2 separate regions of the Mus musculus genome follow, and region 2 is linked to region 1. The links are chromatin contacts, called in public HiChIP or PLAC-seq maps. All regions are on one chromosome and are shown on one strand. Each heading gives the region's core, a stretch centred on a gene start, on an enhancer-like site or on the middle of the called end of the contact. The rest is flanking DNA. Distances are from core to core; before and after follow the strand shown. Region 1 overlaps Clmp (CXADR-like membrane protein). Region 2 overlaps Mir100hg (Mir100 Mirlet7a-2 Mir125b-1 cluster host gene).

Evidence for each region. HiChIP or PLAC-seq counts read pairs in DNA pulled down with a chosen protein or histone mark.
Region 2: a FOXA1 HiChIP or PLAC-seq map of pancreatic cancer cells shows a contact between it and region 1. The contact joins two enhancer-like sites.

Annotation. Positions count from the first base shown.
Region 1 is chr9:40,774,322-40,778,057 of GRCm38.p6, forward strand. It overlaps Clmp (CXADR-like membrane protein), which reads left to right. Exons shown (of 7, transcript NM_133733.5): 5 at 42-164. Among named protein-coding and RNA genes, the nearest start is that of Hspa8, 25 kb to the right of the region's middle. Within about 2 kb of position 2,315, at least 50 of the 459 cell types and tissues checked have an H3K27ac peak or open chromatin away from gene starts, as enhancers often do. A contact at or near this core is called in pancreatic cancer cells, where this site is marked.
Region 2 is chr9:41,485,909-41,489,681 of GRCm38.p6, forward strand. All of the region lies in intron 3 of Mir100hg (Mir100 Mirlet7a-2 Mir125b-1 cluster host gene), which reads left to right. Among named protein-coding and RNA genes, the nearest start is that of Mir100, 44 kb to the right of the region's middle. Within about 2 kb of position 2,398, at least 29 of the 459 cell types and tissues checked have an H3K27ac peak or open chromatin away from gene starts, as enhancers often do. A contact at or near this core is called in pancreatic cancer cells, where this site is marked.

The DNA of each region.
Region 1 (3,736 bases), core at 1,065-3,564:
AGGGGATTTGCCATCTCGATTTCTGATTTCTGCTCCTACAGATTACAACAACCCTGGCCGAGTGCTGCTGCAGAATCTCACCATGGCCTCCTCTGGGCTTTACCAGTGCACAGCAGGCAACGAGGCTGGAAAGGAGAGCTGTGTGGTACGGGTGACTGTACAGTGTGAGTATCTCGGGGTTGTCTTCCTTTTACGGTGGAGATTAAAAACCCAGGACCTTTAGAATGATAGCCACTGAGCTAAACCCCCAACTTCCCAATAATGCATGGGTAGGATGCCAGCACCACCACCACCACCAGACACACACACACACACACACACACACAAGTGTGTGCATACACAGAGAGAGACAGAGACAGGCAGGCAGGCAGACAGACAGACAGACAGAGACTCTAGAGACAGAAACAGAGAACGGGTGAGTTTAGAGATACACACTGTAATCCTCAAGTTTAGAAGGTGAAAGCCAGATAACGGAAGTTGAAGATCATCTCCCTCCCTCCCCGCCCCCCTACACACAGAAGTTTAGAGCTAATCAAAGCTACATAAAAACCTGTCTCAAAAAATATTAAAACGGGGCTGGAGGGATGGCTCAGTGGTTAAGAGCACCGGCTGCTCTCCAGAGGTCCTAAGTTCCATTCCCAGCAACCACATGGTGGCTCACAACCATCTGTAATGGGATCCAATGTCTTCTGATATGTTTGAAGACAGAGACAGTATACTCACATACATTAAATAAATAAATCTTTTAGAAAATATATTAAGCCGGGCATGGTGGTGCACGCCTTTAATCCCAGAGCTCGGGAGGCAGAGGCAAGAAGATTTCTGAGTTCGAGGCCAGCCTGGTCTACAAAAGTGAGTTCCAGGACAGCCAGGGCTATACAGAGAAACCCTGTCTCGAAAAACTAATATATATATATATACACATATATATATTAAAACAAAAAAGTAGGGTCAGGTGTTTTGGTACATTCTGTAATCCTAGCTCTTGGAACAGGAGGATAATGAATTTGATAGCTGCTGGAGCTACTTGGTAATATAATTTTTCTTTTAATTTTTTTTTTTTTAAAGAAAGGAAAGAGCCAGGCGTGGTGGCTCATGCCTCTAATTCCACTAGCATTTACGAGAAAGAAACAGGTAGATTTCTGAGTTTGAAGCCAGCCTGGTCTACATAGTGAGTTCGAGGACAGCCCAGGCTACATAACAAAACCCTGTTTCAAAACAAACAAACAAAGTAAATAAATAAATAAATAAATAAATATGCCAAGGGAGAAAAGCAATCAATAGCCTTAACCAGCTCTGAAGCTTATAGACCACAAAGATGATAGCCTGCCAAGGACAGCAGCCTTCCCATCTTGGGGACTACTAAACACTGTTTTAAGTAAAAGACATCAGAAACCAAGTTACAAAACAAAACCAACCTGAATATCTGTATCTATTTCTGTAGAACAAATTACCCCAAATTTAGTGCACTTAAAACTTTTTTTTTTTTTTTTTTTGGTTTTTCGAGACAGGGTTTCTCTGTGTCTGTGTAGCCCTGGCTGTCCTGGAACTCACTTTTGTAGACCAGGCTGGCCTTGAATTTAGAAATCTACCTGCCTCTGCCTCCTGAGTGCTGGGATTAAAGGTGTGAGCCACCATGCCTGGCACAAAACATTTTTTAAAAAAAATAATTACTTATTTATGTATGAGTACACTGTAGCTGTCTTCAGACACACCAGAAGAGGGCATCAGACCCTATTACAGATGGTTGTGAGCCACTGTGTGGTTGCTGGGAATTAAACTCAGAACTCTGGAAGCAGTTAGCACTCTTAACCACTGAGCCATCCCTTCAGGTCCCCACCCCATCCCCCTGCACTTAAAACTTCTTAGTCTCAGTTTCTGCAAGTGGCCTAGCTGGGAAGTCAGGCTCACTGTCTCCTCAGGAGAGGTTACACAGAGTGTCTGTCATCTGTGCTGCACACGTGGCAAGACCTGGAGGCTGGAGGCTACCCTCTAAAATGGCTCCCAGTGGCTGTTGGGTGCAGGCCTTCTTTCTTCACATAGGCTCTCTTAAAAAAGAAAAAAAAAACAAAAAACAAAAAACAAAAAAACAAATTCACAGCTGGCTTCCCTCATGACCTGAAAGTTCCAAGCCCCCTCTCCCCCAGCTTTTTGATGAGATGCGGCCTGACACAGGCGTTTGAGATGTAGAGACTTGAGAACTGAGAATTGTACTGATTTGTATAACCAAAGTCTCAGATGTGACCTGCCATTACTTCTGATCACGTCTGTATTTCATTTACTACGAGTGAGTCACGGGCAGTAAGAGTGTTCGGGCAGATAAGGCTCTTTGGCACCAAGCCTAATGGTCTGAAGGTCTATGTCCAGGACTCACATGGTGGAAGGAAGGAAACAACTTCCTTTAGTTGTCCTGTGGCAGCCACTGGAGAGTTGGGGGGCGGGAGGGGACGTGCCTACCCAGCACCACCCCACATGCAGCACACAAAAGAAAGAAAGAAAGAAAGAAAGAAAGAAAGAAAGAAAGAAAGAAAGAAAGAAAGAAAGAAAGAAAGAAAGAAAGAAAGCAAGCTTAAAAAAAAAAACAACCAATCAACCAAAAACTACTTTATCACTTAATGAAAGAAAGAACTGTTAAGATGTTAAAACTGGTCCAAAGGCCACTTGAGACATTAGATTAGGGACAAAGACACTTTAACTTGGAGACTGTGAAGCTTGCTGGGGCAGGCAGCAAAATAGTTAATGTTCTACAAAATCTGTGATTTCTGTGGTCACCTGTTTAGCTGGAATAGGAATCTTTCTGCTGTAAGTTGCCATCATCGAGTTACAAATTGTCAAGTACTTCTGCCCTTTCAAGTATCAGTTGTCCTACAAATTTAACAAGGTCTTCACTGAAAACGTATGAGCTGGCTTTCGTGTCAACTGAACATCTGCCCTTTTTATTTCAAGCTATGGTGTTAGTAAAAATCTTAAAGTCAGGAGGATCATAGATTCAAAATCAGTCTGGGCTATAAACCAAGGCTGGGTTTCAAACACACACACACACACACATACACACATAAATAATAATAATACCAGTTATTAGGAAGATTATGTATTGAAACAACAACAACAACAAAATGGTTCTTTAGCCTGGTGGTACATATCTATAATTCCAGTACTTAGGAGGTGGATGTAGAAAGATCCAGAATTCAATGTCATTCTCTTATATAAAGAATTTGAGGCCGAGCGTGGTGGCGCACACCTTTAATCCCAGCACTCAGGAGGCAGAGGCAGGCGGATTTCGGAGTTCGAGGCCAGCCTGGTCTACAAAGTGAGTTCAAGGACAGCCAGGACTATACAGAGAAACCCTGTCTCAAAAAAACCAAAAAAAAAAAAAATTGAGGCCAGTCTAGGCTACTTGAAACCTTGCTTCAAAGAAATATTTTTTTTCCATTTTTTATTAGGTATTTAACTCATTTACATTTCCAATGCTATACCAAAAGTCCCCCATATCCACCCACCCCCACTCCCCTGCCCACCCACTCCCCCTTTTTGGCCCTGGTGTTCCCCTGTACTGGGGCATATAAAGTTTGCAAGTCCAATGGGCCTCTCTTTCCAGTGATGACCGACTAGGCCATCTCTTGATATATATGCAGCTAGAGTCACAAAGAAATATTTTTTAAATAAACTAAAAATGGGGTGGGGGGAACTAAGTACTGCTATATTCTTGGCCAGTATAAATTCTAGCACCTTTTAT
Region 2 (3,773 bases), core at 1,148-3,647, 710 kb after region 1:
AGATTTCGCTTCCTCCAATTTTTGCCCAATTATATTAATTCATTCACGAAGTACTTTAGAACTTTTATTTCAGAGTACTGGGGGACAGTTTGAAATCCTCTCAACTCCTAGCTAGTAGGAACATACTGTTATTCTAGTCTCGTTTTTAATTTGTTACCCGAGATTTTTCTAATGTACTTTGATCGTATTCATTCCCTTCCCCTCACTCTGAGATCCAGCCCTGTCCATTGGATGTGAGACATTCTGCTGGCACGTGATCAACTCACAGGGGCCGTACCCTTAAAAGAATACTTACCCTCCACTTCTCAGTGCCTATCAATTGCCAATATCACCTTAACGGGGGGTGGGGCTTCATGTTCATTTCCTCTCCTCATGCTGGGATTTTACCTGTATTGACCCTATGCAGGTCCTGTTCATGTTGTCTCAACTGCTGTGAGTTAATATTTGCAACTCTTTGCTGTGGCCAGAACACAGCCTTCTTGTAATTATTCACCGCTCCTCTTACAATCTCTTTATGCTGTCTTCCACAATGACCCCCAACCCTTGGGAGGAGCATATACAATATAAACGTTTCGCTTAGAGCCGAGCATTCTCTAGTCTCTTAATCTCTGTATGTTGACCTGTTGTGGGTAATGGATTAATTGATGAGTATAACTATAAGCCATTAGGAGTCCGTTTGATGTTGTGTTCCATTTAGCAGTAGATTCTAGTAGATACTGTAGGCTATCACATAAAAAGACAAGTGCCAGGATCTTTTGGAGTTGTTGGCCAGTGAGGTCCCATAGTCCTCCTCAAACATCATAGGCTATTGAAAGTACTGCTCTTAGAGACCTCTGAGCAAATGAATGTTGTTACTGAAGGGTGAGCCCTAGGCTTTGGGTTAGATAAAAGTAGCACATGATTTAGCGACATTCTGCCAAAATTTGAGTTCATTTATCCAGTAAAGCTCTGGATAAATAAAATAAAAGTTGCCAAAAATAACCTTAAAAAAATCCAATTTTCCTATTCTACTGGATAAATTGCATGGAAAAATCCCTAGAAAATGTTGAAATTGAGACGTCCCCTCCCCACCTTCTGCCCTTTCTCATTCCCTTTTAAAGAGGGAGCATGGGTTTGATTTGTAACTCTTCTAGTTTGTATTTGATGGGATCCTTTGGAGACCTACCGGGCGAGGGGCAGAATCATCGATAGTAGCTTTTACTGTAATCTCAGAAAACTTCTTTGCTCTCCTCCAGGCCTCTACTGTTCCGAGCATGACCCATATCTGTAATAGAGCCTTCCTACCACCTGCTAAGGCTAGCCTTTCCTTTTCTTCAGAGTAGAGATAGGGCAGTGTCAAGAGACAGAGTCAACTCTTGTCACCAGCCTATTCTTTTACCTCACCCACAGGAACTTTCCTTAGGCAACTTTTTTTCCCATTCTAATGCCCTTCCCCTCTTTTCTAGAATCTCTCCAGAATACATTCAGTTCATAACCTCCTGGAGCTCCCGTGAGGCTGTGAACGCATGCAGCATCCAGTGTACACATTTCTTTCTCCAAGTGGGGAATGCTTGATGTGACGTAGTGCCAGGACAACCCTGGGACCTTGCCTCTACTGAGTTCAGCTCTCAGATCAAACAAGTCAGTAATCTTTACACCCTTGATCATGTCACTTACTTTCTCCAGGTGCTCTCATGTGCATGACAGAGATGGTAGTGTTCTAACCTTTGCAAGGATGAAATGAGGAATCGGAAAGTTCGTACTCTGGTACCCAACTGCTGGAGGTTTGCACCGCAGTGTGCATCTTACTAATATGTCATCTTGAGAAAAGTCATTCACCACTCTGAGCTCACCCCCCCCCCGCCTTAACTGGGGTTAGGGTCTACAAAGGGACTTATATTTGATCTTATGGAGTGATTTAGAAAACTTAAAGTTACTTGGAAAACTTAAAGTAGAACCTGAATGCTGGTAGGCTCTCGATTAATGTAAACTATTACTTTAGAATGGCACCCAGTGAGCCTAGATTACCTGTTGCTCCTCTGCCTGCTTATTCCTCGAGATTTAGGTGAGGCCAATCCACTTTGCAGGTGCAGGTCTGTTGGCTAAAGGGATTTTATGTAGAGCAGGCATTCAATGATTGGTGTTCAGTTCTCTTACATGACACCAATGCCTTTTGGAGGGAAGTCTTCTTGGAAAGATAGCACATTCTCTGGATTTTCAAAAGCTTATGTGCTCTAAGTGTGGGTTGGAGACTCTTTTTCTTAATTGAACACAGCAGACATTTTGTGTCATGTTGATTTCCTCAGGATATGAATCAGAGAGAAAGAAGTAAAATCTTGTCCTAGGAAGAAAGGGAGCGATTGGCAGAAGACTTGTCTCTGGTAAGGCAATTTACACACTTGTCTTTTAAGGGGTGAGTCACCATCTATGATACATTTCCCAGCAATGTCTAAGAGTTTCCAAATCTGGAGTTCACACTCGAGCCAGATAAGGGAGAGGAGAAAGGGTCTTATAATTCACCTAGTTACCACTCAGAGCCCTAAAAGGGAGCTCAATGGAAATGCGTCTCCTACAGCCCTTCTTTTAGTCACTAAGACGAAGAATTAGCTAATCATGTTCAAATTTACCACTTTCCAATAGCAAGCATTAGCATTCCAGGAAAAAAATAAGCCACCCGAAATCTCTCCATCAATCTTCATTTATTTATTTTTTAGCTATGATTTTTATGCTAGCATGCATCTTTTTATTCATTGCTTAGGCTAAGTTTATCTTATAGCGACACTGTAAACTTTTAAAAAATGACCAAGGCCTGTTTTTTCCTAATAAAAATTTGACTTTAAAAAAGTTGTCTTATGCCCAGTTCATCCAGATTACAGGGTATTGGGGACTTCTATCCTGAAAGTGTTTCTTGGCTATTCTAATAATAGAATAAAAAACACTAATATCTTGCCATCTTCACTGGGGTATGTTCAGGACTTGGCGTCATTCATGGTACGAGCTTAAGATGTTAGTTGAATGAATGAATATGGCTCTCATATGTATAGGTTTTAATAATCTTTGGTGAGCCTTCATTTCCTCAGAAACCCTGTCTGGGTGGTTACATCTTTATCTACTTCCCATCCCCACAAAAATCTTAGTTTTTTTTTTAATATATATAAAGCCAGTATATGTCTGAGTGGAGGCTTACCTTTCCCCTCAGTTCTTAGTCACAGTATTTTATTGACTTAACCTGAACATTTACTAAGCAGACATACTTGTGTTTTAAAACCCAGATCTCTAAGCTCAACCTCATACTCAAATAATGAAGAACACATGTAGATACTACTTCTAGCATGTCTTTCTGTTAGAAATCTAATTGTGTGTGTGTTTGTGTGTGTGTGTGTGTGTGTGTACAAAATACAATTTGTCCAAAGTTCACTTTCATTTTTCGCTGACTCCAAACTCATATTTCAATCACCTTTCTACAAACTTAGCCTTTTCATATTATATATATTTGAATATGAAATATGAGTATGACTTGAGGTTGAAATTTTATTTATTTATTTATTTATTTATCTATTTATTTATTCATTCATTCATTCATCTTTTTTTTATAGCATAGCACTGGGATTGAACCGAGAGCTTCACACACACTAAGCAAGCACTCTACAACCAACACAGTCCCTATACTTTTAAACTCTTTATCACCAAGATGTCCTTGATCAAATGACTGGTGGCCCAAGTGAGGACATGGCACAAGTTGTGATAAATCTTAGCTTCACTTACAGTTCTTTATTGTAGAGATCAATATCGTT